Linked DNA regions of Rattus norvegicus: region 2 is linked to region 1. A link is a contact called in public Hi-C data. All regions are on one chromosome and are shown on one strand. The core of a region is the stretch at or near the end of the contact, and the rest is flanking DNA. Distances in the headings are between cores, read along the strand shown. Region 1 holds the start of Pomp (proteasome maturation protein). Region 2 holds the start of Pan3 (poly(A) specific ribonuclease subunit PAN3).

Region 1 (3,513 bases), core at 533-3,032:
AGGCAACATGCTGGTTAAAGGGCAGAGAAGCTAAGGGCTGTGCCCTTAGGGAACACAGGATCTATAGAGAGCCTTAAATATTGTGGTAGCCAGCACACAGGGTACAGTGAGTAGAAAGACTCCTGGTCATGTGCCAACATGAAAAGCACTTTAGGGGGAAAAGGGGGGGTATACAAACTCTGACCAGTCTGAGATAACGAAGTGATAAAATTCAAAGACGCACAATCGTATGAACCAAAAACCTTGAGTTTTACCCTAATCTCGGTATAATCAGCCAGCTTTTCCTCGGTGGAAAGAGCATTCCCTTTGGGTGTAGTGTTTTATCCTGGTGAAGAGGCTGAGGAGAGAACCCCAGGGAACAGGCAGATCAAAGACAACACAAGAGATGGAATTATAACATGACACCTAGAGATGAGGTCATAGGAACTGACAGAAAGGGGGAGGAGCTGTCTTCTATAATTATAAAAATAAAGGCAGCTAGTTGAAATAGTACAAAAAGTTAAGAACAGCTCCTTGGAACTGACACTGTCACCCTAACTCTAACAGCGTAAACTATTCAGGTACAGTTGACCTGGTCTCTACTACTAGTCTAGACAAAACTATTCTGAAGAGAACAGCTTTTTGATAGACTTACTTCATCTGTGTATTTTACCTGGGGGCGGGGGGTATGCCACCAGCCCCGATTGGGTCTTGCTTGAGCCTCACCAATTTCCTAATTCTGAATAGCAAGGTTTCTCCAAACCCCACAAACCTCACCACCAAAACTGCTAACAACCTCCTTCTGTGCTTCATTAACATCTGAGAAATAGAGTTCAGGGCTCCAAGTCTATAATTCAAGGGCCTGGCACTGTTCCCATTCTTCACACAGGAAACTACTGGGGATCAGGGAGACAGTATATAATCTACAGTGGACAGTCACCTACTCCTACTCTGTGACTGCCAGCCAAGCACAGACTTCCAAGGACTAGCCCTGTCTGATTATTGCTGTTCCAACGCTGACTGACATCACTACCCTACAGTGTCCTCCTGATTTACTGAAAAGCACCAAACGAGAAATTCTGAACTCTAGTATTGATGTTACTGTCTTCCCAGTATCCTTTTATAAAATGAGGACGCCTTAAGGTTCTAGCTCAGTGTCAGATAAAAATAAGTCTGTAAAGACCTAAAACCATTCATATTTCAGCATTTCTCACACTCCTTTACAATGGTTAACAGTATTAGCCAATACAAGCTTTCTGGACGTGGGCAGACGGCCTGCGGAGGAGTGCTTGTATCAGGTCTGTGCCATGGTGACTCAGGAGTCTGCTCAAAGAGAAACAGAAAGTGGGGAAGGAGGAGAGGCCAGAGGGGGAACAGAGGGAGTCCAGCACTAACTATATGAACAACACGGGAGCAACACAGAGGCACAGGCAGAGACGTTTGTAAAATCGTGGCTGAGTTATATAAATACAAGAGGCGGTCGTGGGCCTTTGGGGGCTGTAGAGTCCAGTCACCCTGAAGGAGAGGGCACGTGGCATGTCCCAACAACCACACAAGGCTTGGCTTTCAGAGATGCCCTGTGCATCCGCCTCAACTGCTGGAAAGGGGCGCGCAGGCCTGGGAGGCCCGGGAACCCACGCGCGCGGTCCGACGGGAACCAGCACCACCCCAGAGCGTGCAGCCCTGGTCACGCCCACGTCAGACACCCGCCGGGACCGCGCAGCCGTGATCGTGCCCGCACCACGAATACCCACCGCGACTGCGATCGTTCGCGCTCACTCACCATCTTGGAAACAGCTCTGCGAAACCCTCTGAACCCGCTATAGTCGGCCAGCCAAGGCGCTCACTTCCGTTTCCGGGGCCGAGACAACCCCCCCATCCGCCGGAAGTGCGTCCGTCCGGCCAGGAAGGAAAAGAGGGCGTGGGAGGAGAGGGAGTCGCGTTGGGCCGGGGCTCCCACGCTTGCTATCCCCGGGGAGCGAGGGCCAAGGGCGCAGCTAGAGTGTGCTCTGGACGTGGCCTCGCGTGACGGTTTTAGGTGGATGTGTGCAGATGCACAGACTTCTCACGGGCCATCCACGGATGTCGAGGTGGTGATTTGCATAAAGTTCTGCTCAGTCAAAACTCGGACAACAGGCTTTTTATTAAGTCCAAGGTCCAAGGCTGGGTATGTGTAGAACCCAAAGGAAGGACCAAGCTTGCTTAGTCACTGAGCTACAGGCAGAGGCGGACTCCAGGGTTTGTGGGGTGTGGATGTTTCCGAACTTGGGGAACTACAACCAGTGTCCCTAAATCAGATCTGGCCACCCGTTCTTAATAAGCAAGTTAAAAGCGGGAGGCAGAAGAAGGTAATTTGGTCAGTGTGGCCAGACTGGGAAGACGACAAAGACTTAGGGTCCCAGAGACTAATTCCTCGGTAACATGGGGGAGCGGCTAACAGTTTTAAATCTGTCATAGCTAACGGATGTCAGGCTCTTAGAATTATGTACATCAATATGGCTGTACATGCTGTACACGAGTCATCTCCCTAAACCTTTTCATTAAGCTTTTTAAAAATTAATTTTTAAGGGTTTCTTTAAAGCGTGTTGTTTGACTATATGCATGTGTATCATGTGTGTGCCTGGTATCCTCACACTCTTTGCAATACTTAGCGGAGTTTGCCAACACAAGAAGATTCTCAGGATCTCACAGAACTGGAGTTACAGGTAGATGGTTGCGAGCCACCCTGTGGATGCGGGGAAAGGAACACAAGCCCTCTGTAAGAGCAGCAGGTCTTAACCACTGAGCAATCTCTCCAGCCCCTTTGCTCACATTGTGAGAGTATAGCGAAGCATGGAGGGGAAGGCGAGGCAGTTGGTCGATTGGGCTCTGCAATCCGAAGCAAAGGGAAACGAATGCTGCTCCTCTTGCTTTTGCCCTGTTATTCAGTCTGGGATCCCAAGCCATGGGATGGTGCCTCCCACATTCAGGGTACATCATTTTTAGTTAAAACTGGAAATGGGGGTTGGGGATTTAGCTCAGTGGTACAGTGCTTGCCTAGCAAGCACAAGGCCCTGGGTTCGGTCCCCAGCTCCGAAAAAAAAAGAGAAAAAAAAAAAAAAAAGACCATCACAATACCAATATTGCTTTGATCTGACCCCTCGAACCCTTTCCTTGTTAACTGCATTTAAGATAATCTATTTACATGTCTGCTCCCAAGGAAAATTCTAGCATCTCATACATAAGGAAGTTCCTTTTCTTTATGATTTCATTGCCCAGAACTAAAAGAAATGCTCAGCAAATGTCCAGGACGGAATCTTTATCACTCAGCATGTGTAGTCAACAAATGTTAAATGATTATTTATATTTTTGAAATAGGGTTTCAGTAGCCCACACTGCCCATAAGCTCACTGTGTGTTTGGGCATAAGTGTACTTAAAAAAAAAGATTTATTATTATATATAAATGCACTGTAGCTGTCTTCAGACACACCAGAATAGGGGATCAGATCCCATTACAGATGGTTGTGAGCCACCATGTGGTTGCTGGGAATTGA
Region 2 (3,513 bases), core at 578-3,077, 420 kb after region 1:
CATTTAAACTTTGGGAAACAGAGACAAAAAAAAAAATCATCCCAGTAAATAGTAAACCACTTTATCAGGTTGTTTAGTGTTAAAGACAGATTGTTCTGACGTCCCAGTTAACCTAACTATCAAGTTATTACAAGACCTAAAACTAGAGCAAATCAGGCACCTAATTCTAATGTTCAAATCATTTACAGTAATAGCAAACTCCACGTAACTAAAAAGCTATGTACGTACACAGCCCTAAATTATTCTCAAGAAAGTCTACGGAGTATGAGACGCTCTTCAGGCACAGTGCTGAGAAACTTCACTCAATATGTCATGGGAAAGACATGACAGATCCCTGCACACCCAAGTCACTTATAGCTTTCCAGAAAACTTCCAGAGCGCAAATCTTGGGAAATTCCCAGTTTAAGCTCTCTATTAAACCTTTGCTCACTTTATAAAAATAAAAAAGCAGATCTTCATACACCTCTCCTCAGGGCACTCCGACCCCTCACCCCGGACATCCTTTAGAAGGCGTTCCCAGCCCGGAAAACCTTCTACAAAAACTTTTTCGCGTCCCTTTCAGCAAAGCCAATGTGCCTTAAGCCCGCCCCTCACCTCCCGCCTCTTACCCACATACACACCCACTGGCGAACCTCAACATTAGGCAGACCGCACTCTACACAGGCACGCAACGACACATGTGCTCGCAAACCCTGCCCCTTTCCACATATACACACACACCCGGAAACGATACCCCCTTCCTTACACTCGGCAGCCCATCCCCCCTCCTCTCCGCACTCACTCCCAGCGCCCCACCCCACCCCAATCACCAGGACCATCCACCCACGCTCCTGGGGAACCCGCCTCCCCTAGCTCCAGGGCTTGCCCTGAGCGGCGGAGAGAGGAAACCGGAAGAAGGAAGGAGGGCGGCTACGCAGGGCCTAGGCCTCTCCCGCAGCCCAGAGGTGAGGGGAAGCGGCAGGCTCAGGCCTCTAGCCCGCGCCCGGCCAGCCCGTACCGCACCACCCCGCCCGGGCCTCACTCACTCGCCACCCGCGGTCCATCGAGTCCGCCGCCCGCTGTCGCCGCCCCCGGGACGCCCAGCTCCGGCTTCTTGGGCCCCGCGGGCGGCCCCGCTCCCCCGCCCGGGAGCGCTCCGGGAGGAAAGCCGGCCCCCGACGCGGCCGCCAGCGCCAGCGGGACGCTGTTGCTATGGAGGCCGAGCCCCGGAGCCGCGCCGGAGGCCGGGTCCTCGTGCAGGAACTGACACTCCTCTCCGTAGAAGCACGTCTTGTCCTTGGCGTAGTAGCGGCAGTACTTGAGCTTCACGCCCGCAGCCGGCCCGCCGGGGACGCCCCCGACGCCCGACGAGGCCGCGACCGCGACCGCCACGGCCGCCGCCAGCGAGGAGGACGACGGGGAGGCGGCGGCCGAGGGGGGCGGAAGGCCGCCGCCACTGTTCATGGCCACGCCGCAGCCGCGTCCCCCGCCGCCGCCACCATAGACGAGGGCGGGAAGGAGCCGCCGCCGGAGCCGGATGGAAGCCGGGCGGGCGGGTTGGGCCCGCTGAGGGAGCCGGAGCCGCCCGGGGAGGGGGAGGGGCGGGCGGCGAGTAGGGATTCTCCCTCTCCCTCTCCGCTGTCCTTAAAGGGGCCGCGCGGGACGCCGCGGTGGGCGCGTGGCCGGGGCTGCAGGAGACCCTGAGGCGGCGGCGACCGGAAGCTGGGGGGTAAGGCACGGCGGAGGGAGCCGGTTTGTTTTTAAACTCTGCCTCCGCTCGTCGTCTCGCGCTCCGGTTCCTCCGAGTTGTTTATTCCATTTTCCTCTTCCTGAGACGGTCGCCGCCTCTGCGCGTGCGCGCGCGGCGCGGGGGCTTATGGGTAAAGGCCTGGCCGGGGCGGCAGGCGTGGCCCCCCGGGGGCGTCCTCGAGCTGACCAGAGGCAGTTGGTCCTGCCTGGGCCCTCCGTGGCCTTCCCAGGTTGTCACGGGTCCGATGCTGAAGCTCTCACGAGACAGGATACCCCTCTTCGAGTCTCCTCCTTGAACCAGGTGGTTGTCAGCTTGGAAGCGAAAACACAAAATGACAGTCCGTCACTTGTCCTTTGAGGGGGACGCGGCCCAACCTCGCTCCCTGCAGAGCAGTTTTTGGTTCCGTGTGTCACATTTCCTCTCCCTTTCCCTTTGCCCCACAGCCTCTCTTTTTTTTTTTTTTTGTAAATCCTCCCCCTCGAAGGAGATGGAACGGCCAGATACCCTTAGTTTCTGGGCTCTTTGTCAAAAAATGGAGCCAGAACCGTTGATGTCAACAAACCCCCGCTTAGAGCAGCACCTGTTTCCTCTGCTTTGATGGCCCTCGAATTTTTTCTAAACAGGCGCCACCTGGGACAGTGCTACCTAGGCTGCATGGGAAGACCCAATTCCAAAAGTGCTAGAATGTTTTCCTAGTCTGCATTCGAAATTCACTTTTTTTTTAAAGTTTTCCCCTCATTGATTTCCAATTTGCTCCATTTTTTTTTTAAAAAGGGGGAGCGGCATTAAGACAATTGAAGAACCGAAGTGAAGCAAAAGATTGGTTTTAAGGTTTTAGAAATCTTCTCTGCGAGATTTCTCTTAAAAGACAAATCCCTGTTATGAAAAGGACGGTGTGGGCAGTATTTAAGGAATTGTGGCGACCTGACGAAGTCACGGAAGAATATAAAAAGTACCACACTGCAGAAGGGGTGAGATGCACGTTGTAGATCCTAGTCTGGTAAGCCTAGTGATGTTGCCTAGGTAAATTCTAAGCCGGTATCTTTGTGTGAACGCAGTTTTCAGTCACTTAAATATCCAACAAGTATTTGTTAATGTCCATTACATGTTCCAGGAACTGGAAAGGAGCTAGGGATGCAAAAGTGAACAAGATGCAGTTATACCTGAGTTCAGAGGGCTTCTTTATCCTCTGGACAGTGAGACATAAGGTGGGAATTAGTGTCTAATGCTGGATTTAAAGATGTTGGGCTCCTAGGAAAAACTGATAAGCCAGCTGGAGATTTAGGCATCCTTGAATTCAGCCCTGCCTTTGAAACCTGGTTGCTTCTCTATTCCTCCTTTGTACATTTGAGATAAAAGAGTGAGTGAACTGATCATATAAATGTCCTGTGTTTGGGAAGAATCAGTAGGGTTTAGCAATTGCTTTCTATTGCTACTAGGTGTGTAGAGAAAGAAAGAGCATTGTAGACAAAGCAGACAGCTTGTGAAAGAGGCCTCAAGGTGAATCGGGTTAGAGTGTTAGGAGTATGGTGATAGCACACAGATGAGTAGAGTTCTCAGAAGTGCTTTTCAGTCAGTATTAAGAGATTGGACTCTCCTGAAGGGCAATTAGAAAATAGCACAAGTTTTCAAAGTGCTAGGTGGCACGTTCCCAATCCTTTAAGAAGAGAAAAGATCCCCATAGGAACCCTGAAAAGCAAGGCAAATTGTCCCTGAGCAGGGGAAGGCCTGAAATTGCCCAAAGTTTATTCATTCCAATCCAGGGTGTACCTAGTGACAACGTG

What was found. Hi-C and Micro-C count contacts between places; a contact is called where the count stands out from the background.
Region 2: a Hi-C map of hepatocytes shows a contact between it and region 1, with 1.7 times the contacts expected there. The contact joins the promoter of Pan3 here to the promoter of Pomp in region 1. A contact is called at or near these places in 3 of 12 Hi-C or Micro-C datasets (frontal cortex, hepatocytes and mammary epithelial cells).

What each region holds. Positions count from the first base shown.
Region 1 is chr12:12,209,055-12,212,567 of GRCr8, forward strand. It overlaps Pomp (proteasome maturation protein), which reads right to left and starts at 1,783. Exons shown (of 6, transcript NM_001100942.1): 1 at 1,763-1,783. The coding sequence starts at 1,765.
Region 2 is chr12:12,629,665-12,633,177 of GRCr8, forward strand. Pan3 (poly(A) specific ribonuclease subunit PAN3) reads right to left here and starts at 1,828. Exons shown (of 19, transcript NM_001419788.1): 1 at 1,026-1,828. The coding sequence starts at 1,443. LOC134481260 (a long non-coding RNA gene) reads left to right here and starts at 1,888. Exons shown (of 4, transcript XR_010056702.1): 1 at 1,888-2,029.